Regions from separate parts of the Mus musculus genome. Here region 2 is linked to region 1. The links are chromatin contacts, called in public HiChIP or PLAC-seq maps. All regions are on one chromosome and are shown on one strand. Each heading gives the region's core, a stretch centred on a gene start, on an enhancer-like site or on the middle of the called end of the contact. The rest is flanking DNA. Distances are from core to core; before and after follow the strand shown. Region 1 overlaps Dennd1a (DENN/MADD domain containing 1A). Region 2 overlaps Nek6 (NIMA (never in mitosis gene a)-related expressed kinase 6).

Evidence for each region. HiChIP or PLAC-seq counts read pairs in DNA pulled down with a chosen protein or histone mark.
Region 2: an H3K4me3 HiChIP or PLAC-seq map of embryonic basal ganglia shows a contact between it and region 1, with 5 times the contacts expected there. The contact joins two enhancer-like sites. A contact is called at or near these places in 2 of 115 datasets of contacts at active chromatin or transcription factors (embryonic basal ganglia and embryonic stem cells).

Annotation. Positions count from the first base shown.
Region 1 is chr2:37,927,897-37,934,737 of GRCm38.p6, reverse strand. All of the region lies in intron 13 of Dennd1a (DENN/MADD domain containing 1A), which reads left to right. Among named protein-coding and RNA genes, the nearest start is that of Crb2, 160 kb to the right of the region's middle. Within about 2 kb of position 3,522, at least 60 of the 459 cell types and tissues checked have an H3K27ac peak or open chromatin away from gene starts, as enhancers often do. A contact at or near this core is called in embryonic basal ganglia, where this site is marked.
Region 2 is chr2:38,549,584-38,556,424 of GRCm38.p6, reverse strand. It overlaps Nek6 (NIMA (never in mitosis gene a)-related expressed kinase 6), which reads right to left. Exons shown (of 10, transcript NM_021606.3): 2 at 5,754-5,872. The coding sequence starts at 5,843. Among named protein-coding and RNA genes, the nearest start is that of Gm35808, 20 kb to the right of the region's middle. Within about 2 kb of position 4,219, at least 7 of the 459 cell types and tissues checked have an H3K27ac peak or open chromatin away from gene starts, as enhancers often do. A contact at or near this core is called in embryonic basal ganglia, where this site is marked.

The DNA.
Region 1 (6,841 bases), core at 2,273-4,772:
TGATGCATACTACATAGACATTAAAGCATCATCTAGAACTAATGATAGGTTTGGCTATAGATGTTTTCTTGAATCTAAGTTGTCATTTGGTCATTTACTGTAGATATTATGGAGAAGAGAGCACAACTTTGTGTTTTGGTGGGGAGAAGTTTTCATTTTAGAATCCATGGGCTGTGGCAGGCCTGTCACATTTTCACTTGCATTCATCTGTACAAGAATGGCTTTTGTCTGTGAAAGGGACACCGGAAGGCCCGTAGTTTCCCAATTAAGAATTGCACCAACAGTGGTTACTGTGTTACCTACGTGATTTTTAAATCATAAATTTAATTCTACTAGTTCTCCTCATTGAAAAATGAGGCAATACCTCATGCAAGATTGTTTACAATGGCTGCCGAGCACACATGAGCATGAGAAGCAGCTGCAAGGCAGGGAGAGTGAATGGAGTGTTGGGTGATGATGGGGGGGGGGGGGGGGCAGCAGTACTATGGGATGGGAATGCTTCCCAGCGACTATACATTTTTTAGTGGTCTGCTCATAAAATTGCACAAATTAGTGCTCAGAAGATGGCTCAGCAGTTAAAAATGCATACTGTTCTTGCAGAGGACCTGAGTTCAGTTCCTAGCACCCACATTAGGAGACTCATAACAACCTGTAAGTCCAGCACCAGAAGAATTGATACCTTCTTCTAGCCTCAATGAGCCACAATATTCAAGCACATAGACACACCCACATACACTCATAATGAGACAGACAGACAGACAGACAGACAGGCAGGCAGGCAGACTGTATTTTGGGGATTTAGCTCAGTGTAGCCTGCATGATATACACACAAGGCTTTGAGATCTATCCATTGCACTAAGAGAATAAAATAAAATCGCACTCGATCTTGGTTAAAATGTTTAAAGAAACAGAAATAAGAAGCACCCTGGTCCCATCATCTAGAGTTGAAGTGGTGTCAGCAGGCCTCCACCCTATTTTTTGTCTTTGATTTGCTTTTGGTTCATATTGCTTGGGTCTTGGGTTTTAGTTTAGTTTTGTTGTTTTCTTCTGTTAGGCAGTTGAGCTATCCTTGACAAAGCAACTCAGCATCCCACTTACGAGTCTGTTTTTGCCGTTAGTCTGAGTAAGCACTTTAACATCATATAAAATCTCTTATCAAATGTCATTGAGGACAGCCTGGTTGTGGACCACAGTTACCTGGGAGGCTTCCAGAGGGTGAATATATAAGCCCACTGACAGGGTTTTATCTAGTACCTCTGATTTAAAATAAGGGCCAAAGCCCACTCATTATCCTGATGCTGGTCTTATTGGCTGTTGTTAACATCCCCCAATTTTAAGCCACACTAATAAGAACAGCTTTTTCTATCTTCATATGTAGTTTGAATGATTTTTCTTTTTTTCTTTTTTAGTTCTTTCTATTGGAATATTTTTAACTTTTTTATTGATCCTTTGTTAATTTCACATCAGTACCCCAATTTCATTCATCCCTCCATTCCTCCATATCTGCCCTTTGCCCTTGCAACCTCCCTATCTAAAGAAAAAAACAAAAACAAAAAACCAAAACAACATCTTGCAGTGGAAGCTGCTATGTATCTCACAGTATATACCCTTTTACCAACACTTCTTTGCTTGCAAATGATCTTTGCAATGAGCCATTGGTCTGGTTTGAGGTCTCTGACTTCTGCCACACTGTCAATACTGGATCCTTACTGAGACGCCTCTTAGTTAATGCCCTGTGTCATGGACATCCTTCAGCTTTGGTTCTGTAGGACTGACCCCTTCACCAGCTCCAGCACTTCATAGATGGAGTAGATGTTGGGGTAGATCTGGGCCTGGGTGGTAGCTGAATTGGTCAGCCTGCCAGCGCTCCTGCACCCATACCACTAGGGCCTGCTCTCCTGCTCCCATGCTTTCCAGGTACAGCTCACTGCACCATCTACCAGGGCCAGCTCTACTGTGCTGCCCAGGCAAGGTGTGGGGCTCACTCTTCCGAGTGCTGTAGCCCATGAGAGGTAGGACCAGCTCTCCCACAGTGCCCAGTTGAGGGGCAGGGCCAGCTCTATTCAACACTCAGAATCAACACTCAGGATCCAAGAACATTTCAAGCTTTGGTGCTGAGGGGAGGAAGAAATGGGTGGCCATGTGCAGAGCAGTTGCAGAGAGACTGAGAGCAGAGAGCGCCTGCAGAAAGGAGGGCCCTGAGCAACCTGGAAGTCACTGCCCAACCCTCTGCCACACTTGCCATTACTACTTGTGCTGTGTTGCTGTCCAAATGGCTATGGTATCTTCCCACCCAGACTAGTGCTGTGCTGTGGTAGGAAACTGGTGACCTCAGAGTAACCACTTGCATTGCTCTGAAAGCATGAGCTGCTGCTGTCTGCTCTGCTCCTTGGCAGCTGTGACTTAGGACTCCTTCAGACCTCTGAGCCTCAGTTTCTTTCCATGTGGAGCCTGATCCTTGCAGGATTGTAGTGAAACTTGGATAAGCCTAGTCCAGGGCCTGCCTGCCAGCCCTTGGACAGCAGCTTGTCTCCTGTTCTTGCTAGGATTCCTTTCCAGCCAGAAGTATTTGGGATGCAGCTCCTGTAGGGCCAGTTGATCCTTGCCTGCCTATGTAGAAGCCTGGCCTAAAAGGGTCCTGCCTATGACTTAGAGCTCACTTGAGAGCCTTTGTAGGTTTTTTATTTGTTTATTTTGTTTTGCTTATGTTTTTCCCTTACTGGAAACATTCAGAGTGCCTTTGAGCTTTGTTTTACCCGTGTCCAAAGGAAAGGGAAGGGCCATCTTGCTGAGGCTTCTCTATACTGAGCCTAGCCTGGTCTAGGTGGGTCTTTTCAGGGCCAGATGTTTCAAAGGGACTTCCTGTAGTCAGAAAGTGAAAGTGAGGAATAACTGTCTACCCCTCCTCAGTGGCTCCCACAAATCAGTCATAGTTCACCTTCAAGTGGCTTCCCAGCCACGATCTTTCCTGTTTACCTGACCTTTGTCTTGTCCATTTACAGATGGGGCAGAGGCTCTACTTGGCAATGACTTCCCAGAATGTAGGAGAGCCAGGAGGAGACTCCAAGACAAGGTTCCTCCCACTGCACTCTCCTGCCTGTCTTCTAGTTCTCACAAGTTTCATCCTAGGCAGGCCATGGCACAGAGTGTAGGTGTTAGCCAGTGTATTTTGGACTAATGGACAGAGAATGGATAGGGGAGTGCGGGAGGCACAGGTTAGCCCCAGGCCTGTGTTCCGTGTGCATGCATTGCTCCTTATCCTGTCTGGAGTCTCTGGAAATAGCTTTTTCCTGGAAGAGAGGAGGTGTCTGCAAATCACAGGGGTATGTGACCCACTTTTCAGTTACCTGGAAAAAATCAGTGGCAAAGCCTAGGGCATTTAACAGTGTTGCCCAAGCCAACTTGTTCTTCCCACTTAAATGACAGAACCACAAGCAGCCAGGAAGCCCCATTCGGAGAACCTCTTTATCCATGTCAAGCACAGCACAGGCTCCAGCTCATTTATTTAGGCCTTTCTTGCTCTCTGACACGCCTCCTGGTAGTTGCCAGGCAACTCTGGGAGCAGCAGTGTGTGTTGGGGATTAACTAGTTAGGGCTGGGGTCCTTTTTGGCAAGAAGGGGATAAAAGACAAATGATTTTAATTGCTAGGCCAAGGATCCATTATCTGCTTGGTAGAAGAATACAACTTTCACAGGATGTGGATAGTAGTGTGATTCTTGAGTTTGCCTTGAGTCCCCTTTTCTCTCCTAGGGAGAAGGCATGCTTTTTAAAAAGAATATTCTACCTTGCTCCTTTGTTCAAAATGATATCATCAGGAAATCTGAGCAAGACTGATCCACCCCCTTTGAAATGCACTGGCCTGTTTTGACGAACTCTTGAAGATAGTTTAAGCTTTCATTTGATCCTTCTATGCAGTCTCTTAACTCCTCCTCTACATGGAGTCACCTTGAGGCAGTGCATATGAGGATACATCTCCTGTATCTGGCCATATGGGTCCTGGAAATGTCTACTCAAAGAGCACATTTGCTTGGTACCTAGGGAAGTGGCCTGTTCTGTGTATTGGCTGTGGAAACACGGCTTGGTGAAACATTACGGGTACTCTTATTTAGTTAGCCAGTGTGGCTCTCTCAGGGCCAACCCACTGGCCAGCCTTCCCTGTGGTGACAGGAGCCTAGACCCTGCCCTTAGTGCTGGAGTGAATGCTATAAACAAGCTGTATGAACACTCAGCATCCATCTCAGTCAGTCCATTCTAGATGCTGATAAAGAACACTCATGTCGTTCACCTTATATCCCTTGATTTTATACATGGTTTTTGCTGAGTCATATTTATCCACCTAAAACCCCTCAAAGGCATAGAAGTTAAGATAAAGGCAGATTGATAGCTTGGTTTTCAAGCATGAATGCACCAGACTGTGTTGTACCAGGTCAGAACTGTACCACAGGTTTCAGAATTCTGCTTAAGTAACATTGCCCATCTCCTGAGCTGGCAGAGAGAAACCTGTGTTTATGTTTACTTTTGGAGAGATGAAAAATAAGAAATACTCGTAAATAAAGAAATTAAGGCATCACCACAACTCCACCAAACGTGTTTGTGTGTGTATGTGTATATGCAATTTATGAATGCATTGCATCTGCTTGTTTCCCATGATACAAAGGGTATCCAGAGCTCAACAGATTAACGAATAAAGTCTGTTTGTCCCACACTGAATGTGGCATCTTATACATTTTACACTGTATGTCACTGAGTAAGCCACAGCCATTGTTGCCCTGGCCATACTCCCCTGCTGGGCTGTTAAGTTGTTCTTACCTTTCAATATTTTAGGTAATAATCTACCAACATTTCAGTTAATAAAACTTTGAGATGCTCTTACTCCTAAGCTTTCTGGGTAAAAGAAATTCAGGTGTGTGCAGGAGCCTGACTCTAGGGGCCTATTTGTTCCACTGTGGGGAAAGGCCATTTTCAGCTCACTCATATGAGAGAAGCTGAGTGGGGCACACCGAAGCCCACATGATGGGGTGTGGTGTATAAAGGATTCCTAGAACTCGGATAGGGTAGTGACTAATTGCCCATGTTTCCATCTTGAACCCAGAAGGACTTGAGCAGCCTTAAGACACTACACTCAGCACAGATGAGGAACAGGGAAACAAGACTGGAATGAGTACCTGTGACCAAGCACAGGCCCTGTGACTCTATATATATCATTTGAATGGGGAAGCCTAGAATGGACCTGAAGTCTGTCTTTAGACTATTTCAATTGTGGAAAATACAAGCTTTGTTGTTGAGACCATTGCCAGTTGCACAGCTGAGGGATGGCTGCACTCACAGGACTACACAACCCTCACCCTGAAAGTTCTTATAATCTCCCATTCCAGTCAGCTGATCCTGAAAGTTCATTACCAGGAACTTCCTGTCTGTCTCCTGCAGTACTTAGTAACCTCTAATCTACCATCTATGTTCCCACTGATTTTTTTCTAGAAGTAGAATATCACTGTGTTTGTCCTCCTTTGTCTTAATTCATGTGACACAAACTCAAAGTTTATCAAACTTGCAATAGATATCAAAATGCCATCCCTTTTCAAGACTGAGTTATAGTCTGTACATGAACAAACCCCATTGTGTTTTCCCTTCATCTGTTGACTATTCACAAATGTTTCCTACAAACCTGGACTTCATAAAGGTGAGTAGTCTCACCTCTTGGCTCCTGTGACCAATTCTATGGCATGTGCACAAGCATGATGCCTGGTGTGGAGGCGCTGTCTCGTGGTAATACAGTGTTTAACATTGTGCTTTGAGGGGCTCAGATGGACTTTATACAGAGATGCTTCTCTGCTGAGCATCCCTGTCACCGTGGAACTCTTCACAGAACCCGTGCTTTTGTTACATGCTTAGCAGTAACTTTATGAAGCCCAGATTTGGGAAAGGCTTGTGAAAAGCTATCTTGTTTTCCCACCTGTGGGCAAGCAGTCTGGGAATTACAGCCTGAACCACCAGCCTAAGCCAAGGAAGTGCCCTAAGAACACGAGTTCAGAATAGACTGCACTGGGCTCCCCTCTCTCTTTCTCTCTCCTCCCTCTCCCCTGCCTCTGTCTGGACTACTAGTCATCTGAATTCAAGATCATGTCCTGAGAATGGAGTAGGGAGTGACACTCCCCTCCTGGCAGTGGGCTCTCAGAGCCACCACAGCAGCTCTGTGACTCTAGGGAGCTGAGGAGGTCACAGCCTGAGGGCAAGCATGGCTGTGGGTACCTGGCTTTGACTCTCTCATCTATTAGTGGATGCATTTGAAAGTCCTTCCACTCTTGAGTCTCACAATTCTTATCTGTAAGTGGAAATAGCACCTATTTTGTATGAATATTGAGAAAAATGTTATGCATATAAAACGCCTACACAGTGCCATGCTGATAAAGATACTGGCACTTTCCTGGATGACAGGGAGGTAAAGTGGGAAGAAGAGAGAAAGGGACAGCTGCACTCTAGCACAATGGCATGTGTGTGCAACAGGGCACCTGTAGCCATTCAGAGCACAGAGCCCACAGCCATTCTGACTCCACTTTTGAGCTAGCAGAGGAAATACATCTTTTATCTCAAATTCTGTGTGCCAAAATTGAATAAAATCTCACATTAAATGATTTCCTTTAATAAGCATTTGCTATTTGTTCATCTGTCATTGCTCCCAGCACTTACAGGTAGGTGTAGTTCAAGATAAGGACAATCATTTTTTAAAATGAGGACAGTCAGTTTTAAAAATATATTAAAGAAAATATAATTGGAACTTTTAAAGAGAGAGAAAGCTTTTGCCATTGAGGAAAGGACTGTGGTTCACCAAATCAGCCACAG
Region 2 (6,841 bases), core at 2,970-5,469, 620 kb before region 1:
GAAGTAGACCTTCGGAGGTGACAATGTGCTGTTGTGCAGTAAGTACCTATTGTGTGGTACTTGAGAGGTGCTATGAAAGCCTCCTGACAGCCTATGCAGGCCTCTTCCTGAGGGTCTAGGCCAGTACAGCAGGGACTTGAGTTCTTTGTCTGACCCTGAGCTGTGCTGATGGTGGTCCTGGGTGAGGCCCCCTCTCTTGCATCCCCCTGGTACAGTGAAGGATGGAGTCGGGTGATCACTAAGGCTACTTGTACTGTGAACACAGACAGGCCTTCTTCTCATTAGGATGGGTGGATGAGCTGTGGGCTGAAGACCCCTTGACAGTCTGCCCAACCAGGAGGCGACACTGCCCAGTTCACCAGTGGCTCCAAAGTCTAATGGATGTGAGGTGTAGTTGTGGGGTGACTGAGGCAGAGGTTCTAGCTCACATCTGCATATGGATGACCCAGATTTGCATTTCCTGTCACACTCCAGTCATCCCAACTAGAGAAAAGGTTTCCTGTAGTGAAGCTATGCACTGGGGGCATGTCCAGGTCACTGGGGTGGGAGAGTGCCAGAAAACTGCTAGGCAGGGTGCTCCTGTGGCTGCCACTGCTCAAGTGTTGGGCATCTCATCGCACAAGGGCCCTTCAGCATCAGAGTCCTGACCCTGATTTAACTCATGGAGAGAGGGAGGGTGTAGAGTCTTCTTACCCGCCACACTAGGTCTGTATGTTGCGCCTCATCAGGCCTGTTTCCCAACCCAGGTTACCCTCGGCATGATCCAGTTTGCCACGCATCCAAGTGACCCTGAGCCTGTCATCTGTTCATTAGGGCTGTATTGAGGGCAGGGATGGATGCCTCAATGGGAAGTCATTCCTGGCTCCTTTGGGAAGGCCCTTAGCTGTCCCTCAAAGGCAGAGGAGGCAGCGTGTTGACCTGGGCTATGAAGAGGCAGGCTGCTGACCCTGCAACAATTCCACACCCACTGCTTCCTAGCACAGTGGCCCCAAGGAGAAGGCCTGTGCTGCAGAGGGAGGATGGTGTGGACTAGGAAGAGGAGGAGGAGGAGGAGGAGGAGGAAGACGAAGAAGAGGAAGAGGGAGGAGGGGAGAAGGAAGAAGAGGAGGGGTGAGGGGAGGAGGAAGAAGAGGAAGAGGAAGGAGGGGAGGAGGAAGAGGAGGAGGGAAGAGGGGAGGGAGGAGGAGGGAGCAGTCTCTATAAGCATGACCACAGACAGCAGAAGCAGCCTGGTGGGCAGGAGTCAAAGAGACAGCTGAAGTCCATGTTCACTGTCTCCAAATGCATCCTTCCTAGAAATGTCACTAGTTTTCTGAGGCCCAAGCAGGACATATAAGGGATAATGGGAGATGACTCCCTTGGGACACTTATCCTACCCCAGAAAACCCTGAGAAACCCAGGCTTTCTTTTCCAAGTCAGATCAAATTAGGCCAGAAATACCCGCCCCCCCCAGTACCCCCTCACTAATTTGAGTTTAAAATGTTTGAACCACACTATGCCTCGCCATCGACAAACCCTTTTCTCCCCTATGCTCACTCCCTAAACAGGAACATAAAATTACACGTTAGAAGGATAAAAATGCATTCGCCCAATTAATTTTCTGAAATCTCATTAAAAAATTTAGCCTGACTAAGTCAGACTTCTGACCTGAATTTTAATCATCTTTACACTGGATGGGCCTCGTCTCCCTCACACTGGTGACGCATCATTAATTTTAAGGCAACTGTTTCTATGATTTTAAAAAGCACACTTCATCAGCATGACATTTCCTGTAAACGAATTTCACCTTTAAAGACATCTGACATCGTGTGTATGGGGGACTTACAGGAGACTGGGTTTCTACGAAGCGAAATGCTTTAAATATGCATTGCACAAAAGGGCTCAATTTACAAAGAGTCCACATTGTCAGACACCTTGCAAGGCCAACCCCGCTCGGCAGAGTGGCCAATTTCAAACCCACAGCCGACCTTCTTTCTTACTGCCCTCAAGAGCAAGACAGCACTTCACCTCCCTGTGAAGTGGAGCACTGGCTGCTCCTCCTTCTCTGAGACCGCACTGTCAGCCCGATTGCCATCATCCCAGCTGAGGCGCCTACTATAGGCTTCATGGACCATCAGCTCACAGGCACACTCAGGAATTGCTTGTAGCGCAGAGACATCATGATTGGCATTAAACATCCAAATTGCGGTACCCTCCCCCCCTCCCCCCACGGGATGGTCCCGGTACCCTAGCTAGGCGAGAGCTGCAGCTGAGAGCAAGGCCAGGCAAAGGCTGGAAGGAGAAGACTGGAGGGTCTTCCTCACCTCCATCTCCTACAGTTGCCGCTTCCGGGTGTACACCGCTTCCCACCCCCACCCCCATTTTACCCTCCCTCAGGCCTGGAGCCTATGAATATGCTCTCTATTCTGTCCCTGACTGCTGGCCATTCACTGGGCAGAACCAGCCACCCATTCTCTGTTCTTCCCCAAGCTCTCCAGTGTCCTTTTATCAGTTTGTAGAGGGGTCTCCAGTAGGCTGTGAGTACCAAGGGCCAGTACTCAAAGAAAGACCTGAAACAATCATGTTCTAAATTTACAATCAGTAGCCAATATTCTTCAATGGTGTGTGTGTGTGTGTTCATGCACATGGAGGGTGCATGTCAATCATTCTCTACATTTTGAGACAGGGTCTCTCACTGAAGTCAGAGCTCACCAAATTCAGAGGGGCTGGATAGTCAGTGAGCCCCCAGAGACTCACATGCCTCCCTCTTTCCTGGTTCTGGGTTACAGAAGTACGCCACTGTGTACAACATTTACGTGGATGCTAAAATCTGAACTCAGGTCATGCTTGCACGGCAGGTACACTATTGACTGAGCCATCTTTCCAGCTCCTTGAGTTTTGATAGCCATTAGAATTTGGTCATTAAACTTTACCCATCCACCATCACATCTTTGAGAGGGTTTGCATATAAATTTTGTTCTGTGAAACACACCCATGGACAGCTGCCCCCAGACCCCTGCAGAGTATGCACATGCCTCTCTCCAAATAAAAGTGGACACAGAATGCCCAGAGCAGGTTCCTGAAGACAGGGACATCAGCAGGGATTTCTCACACAAGGAAACCTTCCCCTTTCATACAAGCTACCTGGTTCTCCATGGCTTTCCCCTTTTGACTTTGTATGTCCATTCACTGGGATGTCAGCCAAAGCCTAGCCTTTCTCAGTGACTGTGGACCTCACAGGCCAACGGTAGGATTCAGCAGACAGATTTCCATGTGCTGTTGGCTCCCTTGGTTTCTGTAAAACCACTAGCTTTGGGACTAAAATGTTAACAAAGCCATAGGTGGACTGTTAGGAACTCCTGACCTTTCTGCCTTGAGAGGGTAAATATAACTGTGAGAGCTTTGGCTTTGAAACAATTCATCGTAATTTTTCAATTATAAAAGTAAAGTCTATAGCTGGGTGTGTTGGGGCACACCTTTAATCCCAGCATTCGCGGAGGCAGAGACAGGAGAATCTCTGTGAGTTTGAGGCCATCCTGGTCTACAAAAGTGAGTTCCAGTGAAGTCTGGAGGGCTTTCCAGGACAGCCAGGGCCAGAAAAACCCTGAAAAACCAAAAAGTAAACAAACAAACGAACGAATGAACGAACGAATGGTCTACACATGGCATTTCCTTGACATACATGGTGCTGGGTCCCATGCTGGATGTTTAAATCATATCATGTAAATGAGACTCTGCAGATGTCTCAGGATGGTGGTGCTAGCATTGTCTATGCTCTACAGATGAGAAAACTGAGGCGGAGACACTTTGTTCCCATCCTCAGAGCAGGTACAGCCTCATTCCTTGTTCCAAGGATGGCTTGCTGGGTCACACACCTCCTGCCATAAAGAGACTCCACTCCATTCCAAGCATTTCAGGATGCTGACATGAACAGGTTTGTGCCACACTCCCCGGATGGGGTCAAGACATAGGCACTGAGAGGACTGAGCCTCCATCTCCATCCCAGCCTGGAGCTAGCACAGCACACTTGGCCATGCACCCCAAGTTTTCAAGCCTGGCCAGGTACACAGGTGGGACCAGGGCATCCTTGCCTGACAGCCACTGCCCAGAGCAGCCGACACTGAGTGATTGCATCTAATTACACTTAACTATGTCATCACCCGCTCCAACATGTGCGACAAGCAGCCGAGGACACTGTCACCGCTGCCTCCTCGCCTCGCCTCGCCTCGCACGAGAAATAATTACGGGCCTCTCTCCTCTGCCAAATGAGCCTGTAATTAACCCTAATTGCTCGAAATGCAACTGGCTAATTCTGGGAGATTAATCAAGGGGGATTCGATTGTTAGTGAATGACTTAATGTGACAAATGGCTACATTACCTAAGCAGGCCCCGCTGCCCCAGCCATCAGCGTCATGTCCTGGCCCAGCTCAGGAGCTGTGCCTCCCCAGTTTCTACCTGGAAATTGACCACCACATCCAGCGCAAACCACATAGTTGTCCTGGGACAGTCTGCATACTTGCGCCCACTGTCCATGAGCTCAGGTGTCATCTTTGTGTGGGTCGGTAGTAAGACCCTCTCTTGGGCTGACATAGCCCTATGCCATAGATCACAACACAGCCAAGACTGCAAGCAAATACAAATTCAAAACCCACCTGGCTCTCTGAGCAGCTGTCTGTGCAGTTTAAAATTTGCACAATGGGCAGACCCTTAGTCTTCTACCCAGAACTAGGGTGTCAGAAGCAATGACAGTCTCCCATGGAGCAGGAATATGGCTGTCTTTAATATCCCTCTGATTTATGTCTTACAGCCTCAGGAAAAAGCTGACCCTGCCCACAGGGTCCTTAAGGATCTGGAGCAGGCACCAAGCTTGCCACCCTGCAGGCCACTGTCTGTCCCTTTCTTACAGAGATCATCCCTCTCACTTGCTTCACGGGGACTCTGGAGCTATGGGGGTCCCTTCTGTTGGGTATTTTAATGTTTCTATCCCAGGAGATTTTGTGCTCCCTGAGAGCTGACCTGGGCCTGCCTCATATAGCCACACCCTAGGCGGTCCACTGCACATAAGGGTGTATTTTGAAATACAGATGTATTTCGCCGACTCAGTGGTATAGAGCATGCCTCTGTGCACGAGGCTAGAGACATCCTCCATCTAGTAGGCATAGATGACCCCTGAAGGAGTAAACATCCCAAGGCCAGGGCCACACAGGGGGCATGCGCACGGGTGTGGGGGAATGCATGTGGGTGCAGGAAACACACACAGGTATGGGTCATGAGTGGGAAGTCTCCTCAGAGAGTAGTATCTGGCCTTGTGGTCTGGAGGGAGACTGGGAAGGGCATTCTGGGTCGGGGAACAGTGTGCAAAGGCAATGAGTGTGGCAAAGGCACTCAAAGCCACCTTTAGAGCAGAACCAAAGGCAGCTGAGCCCTCTAAGGCATCAAAAGCCAGGGTGATCTGGGCACAGAGAGGCCATCTCTAGAGCACAAGACCAAAGAGAGCCAAACATAATTCAGACCAAAGCAGAGGTCGACAGTGGCCCAGGACACACGAGAGCTTTCTGTCCATTCCTGTGCCCCTCTTCTCCATGCACAGAGCTGCAGATGTGGAGCTGCCCCTCAACGGAAACCAAACATCTTTGAATAAAGTACAGGGCCACACCCCAGGCCTGGGAGCATCCGGCGCCATGTCTGTGTGGCAGGCTACACAGCTCCCTACAGGTAGGAAAGGTCGAACAAAGGATCCTCAGTGTTCTGGGACACAAGAGAATGGGCTTACCTGTGGGTCTGGAGGGGGTGCAGGCCCCAGTGCATGGCAGAGGTGGTTTGGGCTCCCTCCATGAGGCATGTGGCTGGGCTGTCCTGCCATCCTGCATGCCAGCCTCACGAGGTCACGGACTGCAACAGAAAATAGGAACCTGGTCACTTTCTCCTCCTAGCCACCAATTTCATTTTACAGATGGGAGAGCAGAGGGCACAGATGTCACTCTGCTCATGGTCACCTAGCTCACAAGTCACAAATACCACAGAGGGTACTCTCTCTCCATGAGGTTGTGCTGCTTCAGTGGCTAGGACTGTCCACTGGAAGGGGGGCACAGAGGTACTCTGCAGGGAAATGAGGACTGTCCATTCCAGACCTGCACGGAGGCCCGCATCACTTACTTTCTTTTTGCTGAGATAAAACACCATGGCCAAAAGCAACTTTTAGAACTAAAACAGTTTATTTTGGCTTATGGTTTCACAGTATGGTTAAGAGACCATACTGGCAGGAACAACATGGCTGCCAGAACATGGAGCTGAGAACTTGCATCCTTTACCACAAGCATGAAACAGAGAGAGTGAGCTGGAAGTAGGATGAGGTTAGAATCTGAAACCAGCCCTCAGTGATGTACTTCTTACAGCAAGGTACGCCACCTAAACCTCCCAACAGCAGCACCAACCTGAGCCATTGTGGGACACTTCTCACTCAAACTCCCATAAAACCTCAGCTTCCACCCTCACTACCAGACATTTTTCTACATCCTTTCGATAGCTCTGTTTTGCTGTCCCCAACACCCCATATAAGCCCAATGGGCAACCTTAGTGGCCAGGAGAACCGAGCCAGACTCTGGTAGTACGTAGCAGACATGGTAACACTGGAGGGTGCACGTTCTTGTGAACCTCCAGGTAGGTTAGCTCTCATGGCCAGGACTGACCTGATGATGCCCATGCCATGTGCCCAATTATGAGCAGAAGTCAGTCAAGTGTCTCCCTACTCCTGGGAGAGTGTCTTCTACTCCTGGTGCTAGAGGCAGTTTCTAGCTTCCCCATCTCACTGGCCTCTTTGTGGCAGAAATCAAGGCTGACATGCATGGGAGCTTTCTGGCT